Linked DNA regions of Anas platyrhynchos: region 2 is linked to region 1. Evidence: chromatin contacts called from public Hi-C data. All regions are on one chromosome and are shown on one strand. Each heading gives the region's core, a stretch centred on a gene start, on an enhancer-like site or on the middle of the called end of the contact. The rest is flanking DNA. Distances are from core to core; before and after follow the strand shown. Region 1 has its middle 67 kb from the start of COL5A1. Region 2 overlaps BRD3 (bromodomain containing 3).

Region 1 (2,700 bases), core at 145-2,644:
GTCACTGAAAACAAGCAATATTTGTGTTGGGCCGTGAGCCCAGCTGAACAGACCACAGAGGGCTTTATCTGGGGGAAAAAAAAAAAGAGATCCTAAATCCCTCTGGGGGATGGGGAGGAAATTGGGGTGGGAAGTGGGGCAACGTTGGACCTGAGGATGTCTGCAGGGCTGGGAAAAGCATTGCTCTGTGTCTGTACAGGGGGGTGCTCCCCGTGCACCCCAGGACAGGTTTTGGTGCCTGGAGCTGCTTGAATCAAGGGTTTCTGCCTTGTCTGAGGGACAGGGGGAGCACAAATCCCTCAGTAGCCCTCAGACCCATTTTATCCCCAGCTGAAGCCTCCCTCCGTGCAGAGGAGCCTGCAGAAACCCTGGCAGGGCAGGCACAGGAGGGGTCCTTCGGACCAAGAGCTCCTGCTTATCCCGCAGTGCTGGGCTTCAAAAAAAAAGAAACCCAAATCCCTTCTCGGTGCAAAGCCCAGCCCGGGACGGTTTGGGAGCAGGCTGCTGGAGGCATTTCCCCCTCTCCGAAGGGATCAGCAAGGCACAAGCAAGCCCAGGAAAGCAATAAAGAAAAAGTCCATCTGGTTGTCGCCCTTCTTCTGATTCATAATGTTAAATAAAATGCCAGAAACTGATCCTTTTTCTTTTTTTTTTTTTTCTTCCCTCAAACAGCCAGTAGGTCCTTCATATTTTCCCACTTACATCATCCAACATGGTTTGAATCTACAGTGACTGGTAAAGCCTCAAAGGCATAATTGCAGTTGTCTTAGGAAAGTGAAATCATATGGTGTTCCCAAGATCCCCTCCCCCTTGCTTTTTTTTTTTTTTTCTCCTTTTCTTTTCCTTCATTTTTTTTTTCCTTTTAATGTTTCTCGCTCAGCTTCCAGATGTTTCCTGAGGAAAAAAAGAAAAAGAAGCAAGGAGCAAAGCGGGGCGGAGAGGAGAGGAGAGGAGGGTGCTGTAGTGGAAAAGGCCACGTGGCAGCAAGAGCTCCCCAGCCAAAGGGGGGGGGGGAGCAGAAAAAGCTGCAGCCCGGCTCAGAGCAGCCCTGGGGCTGCGGGACCATGCTCTCTATCCCATCCCACCCCAGCCCTTCCCATCCCATCCCATCCCGCTGGGAACCAGCCCATCCCCTCCATCCCCTGTAGGGATACTGGAAGCCCCACAGCGGTCCTGAGCTAAGCAAGGCAGCGCTGAGCATCGCCCCGTGTGCTGGGAGGCTCCCCTGCCCTTTGCATATTTCTGGTGGTGCATGAGCCCCAAGCAGCCCGTTAGAGACCCAGCCCTGCTCGCTGACACCCCAGGAGCCCTCCTGTCCCTGCAAGCAGCCACCCTACAAGCAGGGACGCTCACCCCAGAGTTCAGGCCGGCACAGCCCAGGCATGGTTTCAATTAGGGCTGTGATTTACTGCCTTGGCTTGGAGGAGGGTAAGGCAGAGTGGCGGGGAGGTGCCTCCAAGCCTGCCTTCTGTGCCGAGCTCCCTGTCCTTGGGGAAAGGGGAGAAGGGGTCACACCCCGCTCAAAACGCCTCCGGCCCCCTGCACGACCCCTCCTGCTCCGGGGGCCAGCCTCAGGGGACCCCACGGTGACACCCCTCGACCCAGGGGCCAGGCAAGGAATAAGCCAGACATGGCCCAAGACAAATTAATTGAGCACTTCCGAGGGACGAGGGAGCCCTCCGCTAACAGCTTGGGAGGGGTGGGAAGGGATGCGGCCAGCCAAGGATTGTTGAGAGGCTGGGTCAAAACTCCTCTCTGAGTCAACATAAAGACCTCAAAGTTAAGTCTCCTCCAATGTCTTCAGAGCATCAAACTCCTAAAAATGAGGGGGTGGCTCCCAGCCTCCTGCAGGGAGTGCAAATGCAGCTCACCCAAAGCCATCCCCCATGTCCTGCCCCTGCTGGAGAGGAGGCAGGAGCCGAAGCTGCAGCCCCCCAGGTCTATTTTATTTTATTTTATTTTTTGTTTTAGATTTGTTCGAGTTGTTTTAGAAACGGCAGCGAGAGCAAAGCATCTCCCTGACCAGAACAGGCAATAGGCTGAAGGATTTTTTTCAGTTGTGTAAGATTTTACCCAGGACAGGCACACCAAATTTAATTTGCAGGGGATCACTGCTGATGTGCACGGCACCGAGGCTCGCGTTTCATCCCACGGGCAGTGCTCGAGGGCCCTGCTCTCCCCCCAGCACAACTTACTATTCCCAGCGGGGTGGAAATCTGCCTCCACCCAGGGCAAGAATGAGACCTGGCTGGAGAAGCAAAGGGAGGAAGGGAAGTCTGCCATCTGAAGGGCTTGCTTGAGTTTCTGGACAGCCTGAGCTGCTGCTTCTCAGTGAGGCCAGCCAGATATGAACGTCGCCAGCCAGTGCCCAGCTTGGCACCAAAGCCTGCCCGCATCACCTTCCCCATCCAGCGGAGCTGCTGCTCCCTTGGAAGCGACCACTTCTGCCCACACACCCTGCAGCTCCCCGAGCAGCTCCGACCATTGAAAAAGACAAGAACGGAGAGAGGAGGAAAGGACGAACGCGTCCGGTGCTGAGGGCGGGGAGCTGCACAGTCACAGAGGCATCACCAGCAACCCTCTGTGCAACACATTCATCAGGTTTTAGCAGCAGTTCCCCCCCAAAAAAACCCACTGCTCTCTCCCCCACCCCACTCAGGACATTTTTGGGGCAGCCAGATTTGTGGTTTTTTTTTTTTT
Region 2 (2,700 bases), core at 94-2,593, 240 kb after region 1:
CTGCCCTTTCAGATTTAGAGGGTAAAAATACCCAAGCAGCATATAGAAATACATGCTGAAGGTAATCCTGGCATTGTAACGTTGTCTGTTGACTCCCTGCCCTTCAGTCTATGTTCTCTGCTTACATTAGTTTCTAATCCTGCAAACTCTTTCCCTGTCTGACTGCCTTTATTTTCTAGCAGAATGGGGGCCCTGACAAACTTACATAGTGCTGTTAAAGAAAACAACCCAAATTTAGAATCTTAAGAGCTTAAACTATTGTGGAAGTAGATCAGTTTGTTTAGTTGTCTGGCTTTTGTTTGCTTATTTTAAAAAGCAGAAACTCTAAATGTTATTTAGGAGCTAATAAGCCTGATCAAACTACTGTTCTCTTAGACAAATGTGATTTTTGAAGCTGTTCTGAGCCCTCTCCATGACGCACATCCTTCATGCAATTACTGTAAATGCTTTTTGCTTATGGCTTTTTCTCCCCTTTCCCTTTGGCTTGTTTGTTTGCAGAAAAAAATGGACAGTCGGGAATACCAGGATGCACAAGGTTTTGCAGCAGATATTCGGTTAATGTTCTCAAATTGTTACAAGTACAATCCTCCAGACCACGAAGTGGTAGCCATGGCCAGGAAGCTCCAGGTAAAGGTGTTGACAATTGCATCTTTCAGAGTACGTTTAGTACAGCTATACGGTGTCCATTCAGACATCCAAGCATGGATCTGCCCTTGGCACCATCAGGGGAGAGTCGGTGATAATTCCAGTCCTTGAAAAGGGCCTTTAGATACTCTCTGATGCAGAACTGTTGTGTTCTTCACGTGGCATGGCCCAATGCCATGCCTAAAATGTTATAATCATTGCTGTATAAAATAATGGGAGCATTTTCTTGGGTTTTCGGAATGTGTATGCCCCTCTGTACATGCACCTTGGAAAAACTGGGAGAAATTGTGCCAGAAATTGAGCTGAAAACTGTGCAATGTACAGCACTACAGCGAGTGCTTCAGTCTTTGGATAGGGTGTGGGGGATCCTGGCATTAAGACCAGCTGTGCAGTTGGTGTGCAGAGGCTGAGATTCCTCCCTGACCTTATGGAAGAGCTAAAGACCGATTTAGAAGTCTGCTGAGCTGGGGAGCAGCAAAGAGTGAAGCCAAACCTAGAGGGAAGTTGGTTAGAAAAGCCAGAATGGGTCAGATCCGTTTAGCCTAGTGCCCCTCTCTGGCAGAGGCTGGTGCAGACAAGATGCAGGAGCCTCCCAGGAAGCAGAGGGGTGAGAGCCCATCGCCCCTCCACAACCTTCCCAGCCACAAAAGGATCTCAGAGGGAGATTCAGTGACCTTCCTCTGCCTGCTCCTATCCCACTGCAAGACTGGTTTTGTCCTTGATGAGAGGAGGAACTATATCTTACTATGACGATTTCAACCCCTGCTCTAGAGTGCTCGCTGTATTTTGTTATTTACTGGTACAACCCCTTGTTCAGTGCAGGAGGACCCTGACCCGTGGTGGGGTGTCTGGTGGGTTTAAAAGACAAGAATGAGGTCTTTGTGGCCGAGGCTCCTTTGTCACCATTTTCCCCCCCTTTTTTTTGTAGGATGTCTTTGAGATGAGGTTTGCGAAGATGCCTGATGAGCCTGCAGAGGCCCCGCCACCTCCTCCTCCAACAGCACCAGTTGTGAGCAAAAGCACAGAAAGCAGCCACAGCAGCGAGGAGAGCTCCTCCGACTCAGACAGCTCAGACTCAGAAGAAGAGCGAGCGACTCGGCTGGCAGAGCTCCAGGAGCAGGTTATTGGAGTGGCCGAGCTGTGTGTATGTGTGTCTGTGCAGTAGAAAGGGCTTAGCAGAAATGTGTTTTTTTTTTCTTTCTTAAAAATCCCATCTAGTCTGTGATGCAGCAGAGTGATCTCCCCTTCTGCCAGCTCAAGGGGAAGAACTCCCAGCTGTGAAATAAGTGTACTTTTGATGTCATGGTAGTTTTCCTTGAGATAACCGTTCTCACGGATGGTGGTCTGTGCTTTCTGGGGATCCCAAAGTATTCAGCCATTGTGAACAGAGGGGCACACAATATTGGGGATCTGGGTAAGCAACGTGACCCCCATTTGGTGTGAGAGCTTGGGCACAATGACACCCGTCACAATCTTCCTGTGTGATATTTTCACCCTGTACCTCATCTACAGAAGCTGTTTTGGCTGTTACAAGCTCTGAGCCATGGCCTTTTTTATTATGCAGTGGTTGTAGGTACTACCTTAATGCAACAAAGCATTAATAAAATGGTTTATCTGGTGTCTCTAAGCAAGTTAATAGGAGACCCAAGAAGGGAATCTGGCATTTCAGAGTCCACATTGCCAGCACTCTAGACCAAACTATTAAGCTTAATTTTTATTTGCTACTGTAAAGCAAGAATTAAGTTTTCAGTTAGCTTCTGCACATTTGCACTGCCTTCTTTAAAGAACTTCAAGCAAAGCCTCTGAAGTCCAATCAGTCGACTGCTCAATCACTAACTTGGGGATATATTTATGTGTCCAGGGTACAGAGGAAGTGTATGTGGAGGCATCAGTTGTCTTGCCTCAAAGTCTGATCTATTTTTTCACTTTTCTCTCCTAAGCTAAAAGCTGTCCATGAGCAGTTAGCTGCATTGTCACAAGCACCAGTGAACAAACCAAAGAAAAAAAAAGAGAAGAAAGAAAAAGAGAAGAAAAAGAAAGACAAAGAGAAGGAAA

What was found. A called contact is a pair of places that touch in the nucleus more often than the background predicts.
Region 2: a contact with region 1 is called in a Hi-C map of liver, with 2.6 times the contacts expected there. The contact joins two enhancer-like sites. A contact is called at or near these places in 3 of 8 Hi-C or Micro-C datasets (liver, skeletal muscle and subcutaneous adipose tissue).

Annotation. Positions count from the first base shown.
Region 1 is chr18:8,645,142-8,647,841 of IASCAAS_PekinDuck_T2T, forward strand. No RefSeq gene overlaps it. Among named protein-coding and RNA genes, the nearest start is that of COL5A1, 67 kb to the left of the region's middle. Within about 2 kb of position 1,395, at least 2 of the 8 cell types and tissues checked have an H3K27ac peak or open chromatin away from gene starts, as enhancers often do.
Region 2 is chr18:8,884,043-8,886,742 of IASCAAS_PekinDuck_T2T, forward strand. It overlaps BRD3 (bromodomain containing 3), which reads left to right. Exons shown (of 12, transcript XM_072025473.1): 7 at 499-627; 8 at 1,574-1,765; 9 at 2,586-2,700. Among named protein-coding and RNA genes, the nearest start is that of BRD3OS, 15 kb to the right of the region's middle. Within about 2 kb of position 1,344, at least 2 of the 8 cell types and tissues checked have an H3K27ac peak or open chromatin away from gene starts, as enhancers often do.